2 separate regions of the Lactuca sativa genome follow, and region 1 is linked to region 2. The links are chromatin contacts, called in public Hi-C maps. All regions are on one chromosome and are shown on one strand. Each heading gives the region's core, a stretch centred on a gene start, on an enhancer-like site or on the middle of the called end of the contact. The rest is flanking DNA. Distances are from core to core; before and after follow the strand shown.

Evidence for each region. A called contact is a pair of places that touch in the nucleus more often than the background predicts.
Region 1: a contact with region 2 is called in a Hi-C map of bud, with 6 times the contacts expected there. The contact joins the promoter of LOC111921231 here to the promoter of LOC111921234 in region 2. A contact is called at or near these places in 4 of 4 Hi-C or Micro-C datasets (bud, leaf and seed).

The regions. Positions count from the first base shown.
Region 1 is chr9:52,132,520-52,139,135 of Lsat_Salinas_v11, forward strand. LOC111921231 (BTB/POZ domain-containing protein At2g30600) reads left to right here and starts at 3,176. Exons shown (of 12, transcript XM_023916804.3): 1 at 3,176-3,391; 2 at 3,980-4,827; 3 at 4,914-5,246; 4 at 5,316-5,549; 5 at 5,914-6,075; 6 at 6,241-6,453; 7 at 6,519-6,616. The coding sequence starts at 4,027.
Region 2 is chr9:51,907,210-51,913,416 of Lsat_Salinas_v11, forward strand. It overlaps LOC111921234 (disease resistance protein RPV1), which reads right to left and starts at 2,386. Exons shown (of 3, transcript XM_023916808.3): 1 at 2,238-2,386; 2 at 1,353-1,886; 3 at 1-1,131. The coding sequence starts at 1,831.

The DNA.
Region 1 (6,616 bases), core at 1,926-4,425, 230 kb after region 2:
ATTAAATTGGTTCAACGAAAGTCCGTTGAATGTAGTCACGAATTTTCTCGGTAAGCGTTATAATCGGTACATTGCGCTGATTTACTGCTGACACCAATTTTTTTTTTGGGAACATCAATGTTGATTACATTCCAACGGATGTTAGGGAAATAGGCTTTTGCCCATTTCACATGACCGATGTTGGCAAGCACTTCACGTGCATCAGGGTTTAGCCAACGAAAGTTTTCTTCAAAATTAGACACAATATATGAGTTGGTTGTCATCCAGAAAAAATGTTCTAATGTTCTATCGGAGATGCCTCTTGTGTGCATATATTTGAACACACTTTTAGAAGTATAGCCATGATAAAAATCAGGGAATACATGATCTATGCAAGAACTAACGACATCGTCCATATTGGTTATGAACGATATTTCCCTATCCTGTTTGAGAGTTTCTTTTAACCTCATCAGGAACCAGGTACAACAGTAGAGATTATTTTCCACTGCCAGACCAAATGCTATAGGGAGGGTCTAGTTGTTCCCGTCCATAGCCACCACTATAAACATTATTTTAGGTAGTCACCTCTAAGACAGACACTGTCTATAAAGATGAAAGACAAGAAACAGCCTATGAATGCATGAACCTGTATTTTTTTGGGAACACAAACCAATTAGTTTATATGTAGAAACATTATCCATTTTAAAGAAACAATAGAAAACGTGGAAAACAAATATATCACCCATCCAATAGCCACAAAACAAGCTTCGAAACGATTTATCAAATCAATTTTGATGTGAGTGTAAGTATGTGGGTTGATTCGTCTAAGGTTGTAAAGGTAAACATGTAGTTTGTTAAAACTTTCTTCATGCTCACTCTCTGAAAAAACTAATTTTAAAGCAGTTATAAGAGATAATTACGATTACTTGGTTTGCCTAAGGTTGTGAATGTAAGGTTCTAAGCATATGCAGACACACACACACACACACACACACACACACACACACACACACACACACACATATATATATATATATATATATATATATATAGGAGACGAAAATTGAGGTTTTAATCCGAAATGCAAGGTCCGAAATGCATCTACGGAATACGATCTTCAGAACGGATACCCCTACTCCGAAATGCAATGTTCTGGAGCATGTGGTCATTTTACCAAAAAAAAAATTGATTATTTTATTAAAATGGTCGTATATAAATGTTAGATTATTCAATTTTCCTAAAAAAAACCTTTTTAAGCTAATAAAAAATTGACAAAATTGCAAAAATGGTCCCTGTGGTTGATAAAATTCTGCAGTTTTGATCCAAAACGAAATGTTGGTGCACCACTGGTCCGCAATTGAATCTTTCTATTGTTTTTGGTCCCTATCAACATAAAAAGACTATTATACCCTTATATTTGTTTTTTTAATTTTGTTTTTGTATTTAATCAAATGTTTTTCATTAATTAAAATTGAGAAATCTATCTCTCTCTCTCTCTCTCTCTCTCTCTCTCTCTCCAGATAAAAACCCATCAACTGGTTCCAAACTCTCTTTCACGATTCCTTTCCTCTGTTCCTCACCAATAACCCATCAACACTAGCACCATCATCACCTTTGACGTTCACCTTCATCGTCCCGTCACCATTAGAACCCAATTCCACATTGCTCACCAAGAAAAACAAAACTTTTTTTTTATCAATAACAACATCAACATACTTTAAACCTCCGATTGTTGTTATAAGATACAAATACTTAAAGAAAGAAAAAGGACCAATTCTATATCAATGAACTCCTTCATCGTCTTCAGATCCCATTATTCTTCAATTTCATCATCATTAACTTCATTTCGCACAAACACCTCATCAGAAACCCTAATTTTATCATCCAATTTCGGAGTCTCTTGGTGAATGCCAATCACCGAATCAAATTCGAATGGGAGAAAATTTCCTCAATGGGTCGATTCCAAAAGGGCTTTTCAGTTTGCCTCATCTCTCACAGGTTGAACTTCAGAACAATCTTCTATCTGGTGAATTCCCGGTGACAGATTATGTTTCAACGAATCTCGGTCAATTTTCTGGTGTGTAGAAGCTTTTACTTGATGGTAACAAGTTTACCGAGAACATTCCCGACGAAATAGGCAAACTACAGCAACTATCCAAGATCGATTTTAGCCACAACAGTTTATCCGATGAAATCGCTCCTGAAATCAGCCAATGTAAACTTTTAACATATGTCAGTCTTAGCCGTAACTAGCTTTCTGGCGAAATCCCAATAGAAATCATAGGCATGCACATTCTAAATTACTTAACGTCTCTCCTAATCATCTCATCAGAAGCATTCCAACATTCGTAGCGTCAATGCAAAACTTAACATCTGTCGATTTCTCCTACAACAACCTCTCTGGTCATGTCCCCGGCACCGATCAGTTCAGTTACTTCAATTACACTTCATTTTTGGCTAACGTCGATCTCGGTGGACCATATTTAGGAGAGGGTGGTGTTGGGTAATGGTTTGATAGGAGTGTAGATGGCCGGAAATTGGGATCACGATCTTAGGTTTCCAAATCCAAGAACTGTTTCATAGTGGGTTAATATGAGAGAGAGAGAGAGAGAGAGAGAGAATGTTTAATAATAATAATACATTAAATTAAATACAAAAAATATAAAAAATGTATCAGAATGGCATATTCGTCATTTCAGGTTGGGTCTGGACTAAAAACACACTAAAATGTTAACTAAAGGGACCAAAACCACACAAGATATTTAAAATTAGGATAGTGGTGCACCAACATTTCATTTTGGACCAAAATTACAGAATTTTGCCAACCACAGGACCATTTTTACAATTTTGTCTAAATTTTTTTATACAAAGCTATATTTGAGATACTCAAAGACAAAAGTACGAGAGGAAAGCTTTTAAAATTCCAAAATATATTTTACCGAAACCGGAAATAGTTGTATACTTTGTATTTGTATGATGGAAAATTTTAACAAAAATTAATGCATAAAAAATCTTATGTTCCGTGATAAAACTGAAAATAACAGAAGTTAAAGGACAAAAAAAGTCATCTTTACCTAATAGAGCAAAAAATATGATTTTCTACATTTGATTTTTCCAATCTTTTTGTTTGATGGAGAGACTTTATGGGTGCCGACTTTATTGGTGGGGAGAGGAGAGCGACTGAGTTAAGAAGAGACAGATCTTATTAGAAAAAAGTCACACGTCAATCAATTATTGCCAGCTCTAAACGTATCTCCGCCGTGATTGCCACGTCTTCACCCAAATCTAATCAGAAAAAGATTTCCGATCAAACATCTTTCTTGATTTTCCGGTGCTCGCTTCAATTGGGGAAGATTCGTTAGGTATTATCCTTCTGGGTTTATCATATTCCGATGAAAGAGTACCGAATCAGGTAACTTCTGTTTTATTATTCATTAATCTGATCTTATTTCAACATTCTCGATGTGGGTTTCTTCTCTGGATCTTGTTTATTCGGTTTTATTATTCGTATGTTGTTCTCACCATCATCGGTTGTCGTTTCTCGAGATCTTTTGAGCTCAACTTGAGGCTACTAATGATTCAGATATTTATTGTGATTGATGGTGAAAGTTGCCGAAATTGTGGTGTATGATGTAAAAGTGGAACAAGTTGATTCCTTTATGCATCATGCTGAATGGAGTATGACTTCGTTCTTAGTCAGATAAAATTGGCTTCTAGTGCTTTCCTTGATCATATCCTGTAGTTTTCCCTTAAAAGAATCAAAGATATTTCAAAGTTCAAACCCAATTATTTATTCCTGAGGATAAGTGAGCATCTGATGCCATCATGATTCATACCAAACCTTGATTCTTGTAAAGTCTGTTGTCCTTTTCTCGATTCTTATATGTTTTAAAACGCATTGTTTATTTGAGTGGATAGGTAACCCCCATATTTTAATTCTTTCTGTCACTTGTTCTTCAATCTTGATCACCACTTACATTTCTTCTAGTTTATTCAATAGGTATCGTAGCATAATCATCAAGTAATTCAAAGATTCGTCACAAAAAAATGGAGAAGAAACAGAAGAAGTTTCTAACAGTTGCACCCTTCGAATGCGCCTGGCGTGATGATTTGAGATTTAAAGAAGCTGGAAGAGGGTGTGTCGCATTTGAAGCATTTGCTCACAATGACGTCACTGTAGTTTTCCGAGAACAATTAGGTAGTCAACACTACCATTACAAAAGAGACAACAGTCCTCATTATACAGTAATCATAGGTAGTCATAGAAACCGAAGGCTAAAGATTGAAGTAGATGGAATCACCACAGTCGATGAAGCAGGTTTAGGTTTATGTTGTTCTTCAGCATTTCAAAGTTATTGGATAAGTATCTGTGATGGGTTGATTAGCATTGGAAAAGGAAGGTACCCTTTTCAGAATCTCGTGTTTCAATGGCTTGACACAAAACCCAATTGCAGTGTTCAGTATGTCGGACTTAGTAGTTGGGATAAACACGTTGGTTACAGAAATGTTAATGTGCTTCCATTAACACAAAACCATATTTCACTTTGGAAGCATGTCGATTATGAAGAATACAAGGGGGAAGACGATATGGAAGAAGATTTGAGGGACGAATTCGGTAACTTCGATAATCATCAGGGGCTTGGAAGTTTTCTCGAAAATTGGGAGTTATCCGATGTGTATTTCATCGTTGGTAACGAGGAAACACTTGTTCCTGCTCATAAAGTGATCCTTGCAGCAGTCGACAATCTTGATTTAAGTTTGTTAAATCAAGATTTTATCTCAATCAAAGATGTTACTTATCCAGTTCTTCACGCGTTTCTTCGGTTTATCTACACAGGCTTTACCCAGGTAAATTTAACGCATTTATAACAGAAAGTCACTTACTTTCTCTTAAATTTATAAAAAAACGTTAACAATTCTTGTGTGTTTTATAGATTCCCGAGTCGCTACTGAGCTCTCTGAGGGATCTAAGTGTACGATTTGGAGCAACTTCATTGGTGAAACAATGTGAAGAAGTGATTGAAAGATTCAAATTGAATAAAAAGCTGTTTGATTCAGGAAAGAACATAGAGTTATCATACCCTAGCTCTCAGCCTCATTCTGGTGTTGCGTCTTTTCCTTTGGGACTTCCTGTGAATGTTCAAAGACTTGAACAATTTCACACAACAGGCGAGTTTAGTGATGTCGATGTTAGCATTGAAGGCCATGGTCTTATTGCTCGATCTCATAAAGTCGTTCTTGGTTTGTGGAGTCTCCCGTTTATGAAGGTGAGCGAATCTTTTCATCTGCTTTCTGCTTTATATTGCTAGTATCTAATAAAATAATTAAACTAGCAGATGTTCACAAATGGAATGAGTGAGAGTGTATCTTCCGAAATTTGCTTAAAAGAAGTCTCATCACCAAAAGCATTCAAGATCATGATCGACTACTTCTACAATGGAGGATTGAACTTAGAAAACACAGTCGATACCAATATCTTGCTACTTGAGCTTCTTCTATTAGCAGATCAATTTGGGGTTTCGCTCCTTCATCAAGACTGCTGCAAAACGCTTTTAGAGCAGCTTTCAGAGGTAGTTTGGATAGAACCCTTTTCATTTCATGATATATATACAAATGTATTTTTATTTTTTTTAATGAGATATTTGCTTTGTTAATATATTGTTTGATCACCGTTGTTTTGAAGTGTTACTCTAAAAGTACAAGGAAGTGGAGATTCGGAGTAGTGAGAACAAAGAGATGGATTTTTAAAATAATGAATTATAAAATATTAATTAGTCTTGTCTATATATTATATGCAGGGATGGAATTTCATTTTCAACTAGTGGACGAAGGTCTTACAACAACAATTTTTGTATTATGCACAAGGAAGAAGACAAATTTTGGCCAAGTAATCGAGTTTTTATTTATATATCTAATCATAATACTTTATTGCAGGGTTCTGTATGCCTAATTCTTCAAGTTATTCCCTCAATCCCTTCATGTAAACTTATAGAAGAAACATGTGAAAGGATATTCACAATGCATTTTGATTATTGTACAACGGCTTGTAACGACTTCATCTTGCTAGATCAATCAACTTTCTATAACATTTTACAGGTGGGTTTTAAATCCTAAATCTTTTTAACTTATTATATAAATTTATATTCCGTTTTCATTTGTGTATAAAACAAGTTCATCTTATTGGTATACTTTTAAGACTGTGGGCTGCTTCTCTATATTTTGAGAAATGAACATGTCTTTATACAAAACATGGTTTTGCAGCATCCGGATTTGACTGTGACTTCTGAAGAGAGAGTTCTTAATGGGATCTTGATGTGGGGCCTACAACCGAGTGAATTATGTAATTGGGAAGTTGTTGACAACATGCTTTCTACTAAGACTCCACAAGATCTTTTTGGGAAAAGGCTTCAGTCTTTAAACATCTTGTTACCTCTTGTGCGCTTTTCATTGTTCCCTTTGTTCTTACTCAAAAAGGTAAATCTTGATTTTTTTTGTCTTTTGAAATGTTTTTGGGTTTTGATTTTGTAATGTTGTTTCAGATGGAATGTAGCAATCTAAGCATGAAAATCCCGAGTTTTCATGATTTGGTGAAAGAGGCAATTGGGTTTCTGGAAGTGGGATTGCCTACTTCAGGGAA
Region 2 (6,207 bases), core at 1,136-3,635:
CATGAAACATCAATTGCAATCCCTTTAACCAAATCACTTCCCTTATCATTTTCAAGCACATCGCACACATCTATAGGACACCATAACCTACTCCTTTTCCCATGTTCTACAGATTCTTCAATCACTATATTCCACCCCATTTTCTGAACTAAATTTTGCATTTGTATCCTATCTTCACATATACTTATCAATGACTTATCAAGTAAAACTTTAAGATTAGTTGCTAAATATGATTCACATCCATCAAGAATTTTCATCACGTAATCTTTCTTTTCTCCTTTGAAGAAACACGCGATATCAAGAAAAATGTTTTTTTGATCCCTATCTAGCCCATCATAACTTACTCTAAGAAGATTAAGTATAAGAACATGAGGAGTTCTTTCAAGTTTATTTATCTCCTTTTCCCATTCATATAAACTCTTGTTGAACAAAATACTTCCATAAGTCTTTAAAGCAAAAGGGAGTCCATTAACATTGTGAAGAATCCTATTAACAAGTTCAACAAACTCAACTTTCGGATGTTTATCTTTAAAAGCATACAAACTAAACAACTCAAGAGCTTCATCATTATTCAAAAGGGCAATCTCGTAAATATGTTCAACTTGATACGCAATCAACAACCGTTTATCTCTACTTGTTACCACAATCATGCTTCCAGGGTTAAACCAGTCATGATTTCCCGCTACAGCTTCGAATTGACTATAATGATCCACATCATCAAGGACAATTAAGACATTTCTAGCTTGCATTCTTTTCTTCATCACGCTTACCCCTTCACCAACACTTTGTTTTCTTGAATCCCAACTTTTCATGATGTCATCAAGAAGTTTTGTTTGAAGATAATCAAGCCCATTTTGACTCACTATGCCTTTCACATCTTCACAAAAACTATGTCCTTCAAAATGTTTATATAAAAGATTATAAATAGCTTTTGCAACGGTTGTTTTTCCTATTCCAGCAATGCCACATATTCCTATCATGTTGACTTTATTTGACCCCACAAATTGTAACAAGTTCATTTGATTTGCTCGCGTGTACAATCCAACTAGGTTGTTGCCAACATGTATGGGCCCATCAATTAGTTTATACAATATGTCCTTTGAGATTATATCAATGAACTTTGACACATTCCTACAAAACCATAAAAAGTAGCACAACATAAGGTTGAAATCTAATTAAGAGGCTGTTTGATAGTTGCTGATTGAGTCAGAGCTAATTGAGTCAGAATCTGACCAAGCAAGAGACATATTAGAGGAATCAGGATCAAACAGTCTGAATCTGACAGAGTAAACAGTTGCTAAGTTTTGCAATTAATGATGTAAAAGTTGATGGAATTAGGTTTTATGGATTACCCATTGGTCATATCATGGAGATCCCATCCTGATAAGTTTGCAGCTGAGGTCAAAGCTTGCTTCCATTTAAAAACCTCTGTTTCATTTGAAGCTTCATGCTTCATGATTGCTTCTTTGTAGCTCCCAGTTTGATTGCGAACAACTCCTGGCTTCACATCATAAAAGATACACCTGACTTCATACTTGTCCTTATCTCTCTCCTTACACTCAAGGATTTTCACAAGTTCTTTCAAACATAATGTTGATGAAGCATAGTTGTGCGAGAAGATTACTATCAAAAACCTTGATTGTTCAATGGCTTTGTAGGATTCAAAACATGTTTCTTCTCCTCTACTTAACTTATCATTGTCCCCATAAGTATATATTCCTTTTCTTTTGAAATCACTAAAGAGATGATCCATGAAAGTTTTGCGGATGTCTTCGTCTCTGTAGCTCACAAATACATCATAACCCGATTCGCCAGAAGATGTTGAATCCATTGTAGAAACTTGCTCGAATCAACTCTACTCCAAGGATACTACCCTAATTTTATGCCTGCGTATTAATTAAAAGTTAATGAGTAGAAAACTCGATATTATTGTCAGATGGTTTTTCTTTTACCTTCAATTTAGGAATAGACCTAACCTAACAGTTTGTATACTTAGATTCGTTAGATGACATGGAGTTAGTTAACTACAAATCATGTTTGATTCAAAAAGAAATCATTTAATTCACAAACTTTCGGGACCTGATCACCTGATTGACTAACTAAAGTGGTAAGTTCGAATCTTCAGTTACAAACTAAGAAACAATGATGAACGATTGTTCTGATTGAAACACTAGGATTTAAAGCAATTAACCGATGTGCGGGGATATTATAAAGTAAAAACAGTTGGCATATCATACCTTAACTTCGCCTTCGTCGTCACCGTCGTATCAGCCGGTGGTTCAGCCTGCTTCGAGAACTCAAAAAGTGGAGTCCGGAGTAATATGAAAGGGATCACGTCATTTCTCTGATAGTCAATGAATGATCCACAGCTGTCAAAGCAAATGGTCTTTTTATTTTATTTTATTTTATTTTTTTTTAGTATTTGGTTAATTTTTTTTATGTTATTACCAATAAATTTACATTTTATGTTAAAAAACTATTCTTGTAAGAGATGTCGATTTCAGAGCTATGGGTTTTATAGGAATTGTAGCCTTTCTTGAAAATTTAACCAACGAGAGTTGCAAGATTTTTACTATTGCCTTGACAAGAAACATTGTTTAATGATATAAAGAGAATGGACATCATTGCTTATTACAGTTAACTTGTTCGAGGGTTGTCTTCGTTCCAGAATGAATGTCCTCAATTGAAAAGGTAAGCCACAATTGTATGGATTTAGAGTTTGCATTATTTCGTTTGGAAGAGTAGAAGAAGATATTGTTGATTGTCTAATTTTAGGGCACAAATTTGGAAAAGAGTTAAGAAATACATTATATTACGTATCAGTTATTCTTTTTTGAAAGAGCCACGTATCGGCTATTCTTAAATGTCATGTAGATGCCAATTAGGTTCTAACCTATAATAACCGGTTGTAAGGATAGTTTTGAACACAAAATAAGAGTTTAAGTTTATTAGAAAAATAATGTACAACAAAGTGATAGAATATGAAACAAAAATAATAGTTGATTACCTTTATAAGTCATTTTCCTAAGTTGAAATATCTTATTTAGACTCATTTAATTAAATAAGTTGTAATTTCTTTTACCTAAATTCGTTTACTTTATTTCGACTTCATGCTAGATTTAAAATATAGTTTAGACATTGTAAACGCACCGGGTCGTGATATGTTAAAACATTAAACAAGTTGACATAGCTTAACCCTAACCTTATCACTTTTTTTTAAGTAGTGTCATGCAACCGTCTAATTAAACGTGTGAGAATATCTTATCCAAACCAGTTCATTATGTGACACTACAAAAATATGCTTTCTAGTCTAAAAGATCATTTTAGTCCTAGAGGATGCTTTCCATTTCTAAATCCTCGAAAGTATGTCTTGTGGTCCAAAAGATCTATGCATAAGACTTTCGTCTCATGAGATATATAAGTTTTAGACACCAAAAGCCTTTAATCATTTTCAGTTCTATTTCGGTACAATTAGAATCGTTTTTATAAAGCATAAGTTAACAAATATACTTTCATGCATAATACAATGTCATGTAATGTAATGCATGATTTCCAAACACACGGGTTTGGGGAGTCCATGTCCACGTTTTCAGAATCGCTGACACCTTACCAATTAGGATGAACATGTCACTCCTAAGAGACTTATTTTCCATAAGTCATAGCTTGTATTCACTATTTTCCATAAGCCATAACTTGTATTAACTATTTTCCATAAGGCGTAGCTTGTATTCACTATTTTCCATAAGCTGTAGTTTGTATTCATTTGACATTATAATGTCACTATCCCCTCATTGAGATGTATGTCTAGATATATTACCAATCCAATGCAATCAATTTCATATGTATGCATGAACTTACTACAAGCACACTTTCCAAATGCATTTACTCCATATTTATATAATGCTATTTCATGAGTTATGCAATTACTCATTATGTAATGTAAAAGATAACATATCATTTCATAACACATTTCATAAGGAAACTATATCCAAAAAGTAATTCAATAACTAGAAAAAACATTCATAAAAAATACAATTTGTGACATATATACAAGTTTAAAGATTCCATATGTACTCACATTTGGTAGTTAGTTGTGCTAACTACTATTCTCGTCCTTGCCTTTGCTCTTGTTCCAATCCTCCCTTCAACCCTATTCAATGTATTTTCTAAGATCACTTAATTTTTCCATAATGCTATATTAAATCAAAGTTTCCTAATCTACATTCCTTATATTACGATTCCAAGTCCTAAGTACTTACTTGAACTAGTGATTTCATGAAAAATCCTTTTTAGAAGTTTTTAAAGATCAATGCATAATCTTTTGGCCTTGATTACATATAAAAGTTCAAAATATTAGAGTTTTAAAGTACAAGAGTTTTAAAGTAAAATATCATAATATGAGTTTAACCAAAACCATACGTACACGACCTTCAAAATATCCGAACATAGGCTACGAGTCAATTTCTAATCCTCGGGTACATGTCAAAATAATAGGTTATAAGTAATATCAAAATCTAACTATGTAATGAAATTGGGAATGACGATACCCAATTTCCAAGTTAGATTCCAAAAATCATTTAAAAACCTTTTTAAACCATTTCCAATCCATTTCAATGTAGTATAAGTTTTGGGAGGTAAAAAAACACCAACCAAGAGTGTGTGACATTCTTTTACTAATTAGTAGTTACATTTTCCAACTAGATGATTACTAAAAGTGACCATATAATTGTACACGGCTTATATATCATACCATATGAATATAACTAGTTTTTTTCTTTTATTATTATTTTCTAAAAATAATAATTCTCATTTAGTTGTCAAAATATTATTTCCCTAAAATAATCATTTTCCAATTAAATACAAGAAATATAAATATTTATCAAGGTTGAAATTCTTATAAATAATATATTAACATTAAGTTGTTGTTCGTGTGACATTTTAGGATCGTATATTATCCAGAAATATTATTCTATAATGTTTCTTAAGCATAAAGATCTTTCAAACATATCCAAAAATATTTTTATGCCATGCACACATATGTCATAAGGTCATATAACAAACAATTTATGTAATTAAAATTAATAATTTCAAAATATTTTTCAAACAAGTAGTAGGGGACATACACTCTGGTAGGTACTCACCTTAATCCAATACTTAACAAGCCGTACACATTCTTCCCAAGCTCTATGCTTCTCAAATACCACCTAGTAAAACATTATAGGATGTCAAAAGACTAGAATAATTATATAGGATCTCATATTACTTCCTAAGATCAAATTTCTCCATATTAATCATAATATGAATTATGGAGGCCATTGGATTCCATAGGAATGAACCAAATCGAGTTACAAGCAAAATATAAATACTAAATAGAACACCTGACACGATCTATTTTAATTAGATACTCCCTATATCATGCCTGACATGGATCTTGTCACTTTAGCATAAGATGACACTCCCGCGTCATTTTTGTTGTACACTCATTTTGTGCAGATTTTTCAAGGAGATTTTGTGTATGAATCTTTACACTAAGGACCTCAATTACACATCAAAATTCCTCTAATGAATATAATAATTTGAAATATTGTAACATTTGAATCCTAAGGCACATTTTATTTTTTAAGTTTGGATGTTTGGAGTTGCCACGACATGGTGGAGGCACCACTATGATGTGGCAAGACATTTTTGGATGTGGACTTCATTTAATTTGCCACATCGTGGTAGTCTATGGGCCACGGTGTGGCCGCCACCTGGTGGCCTAAACCTTAATTTTCCGGGTTTGCACCCTATTTAAAGGAACGAGGAGGCTAGGGTTTGTCCATCTTCAACCTCTATCACCCTCCTGAGATCTGAAGAAACCCTAATCCCTTTCCTCCATCGTTGAAGCTTATTTTGGTGCTTTTGAAATATCTTGTAGGAAGAAGGAAGAAGAAGTGAGCCAAGATCCAACAAGGTTGTGTTCTGATTATGTTCAGTAAGAGATATTCTATCGATTTGGTTTCGACTCCTTTGAGAGGGCTGAAGGTCACTGTGGGTATAGATTAGTTGGGAACCAATGAGGCTATGATTGATTATGAAAGCCAGTTGGTGAGAGTTTGAACCCCAAGTAGGGGAGAACTGGTTATTCATGGAGAGGGTGCTCAACATGGACCAACACTCTGTTCAATTGCGAGAGTTAGGAGATATATGCAACATGGATACTCGATT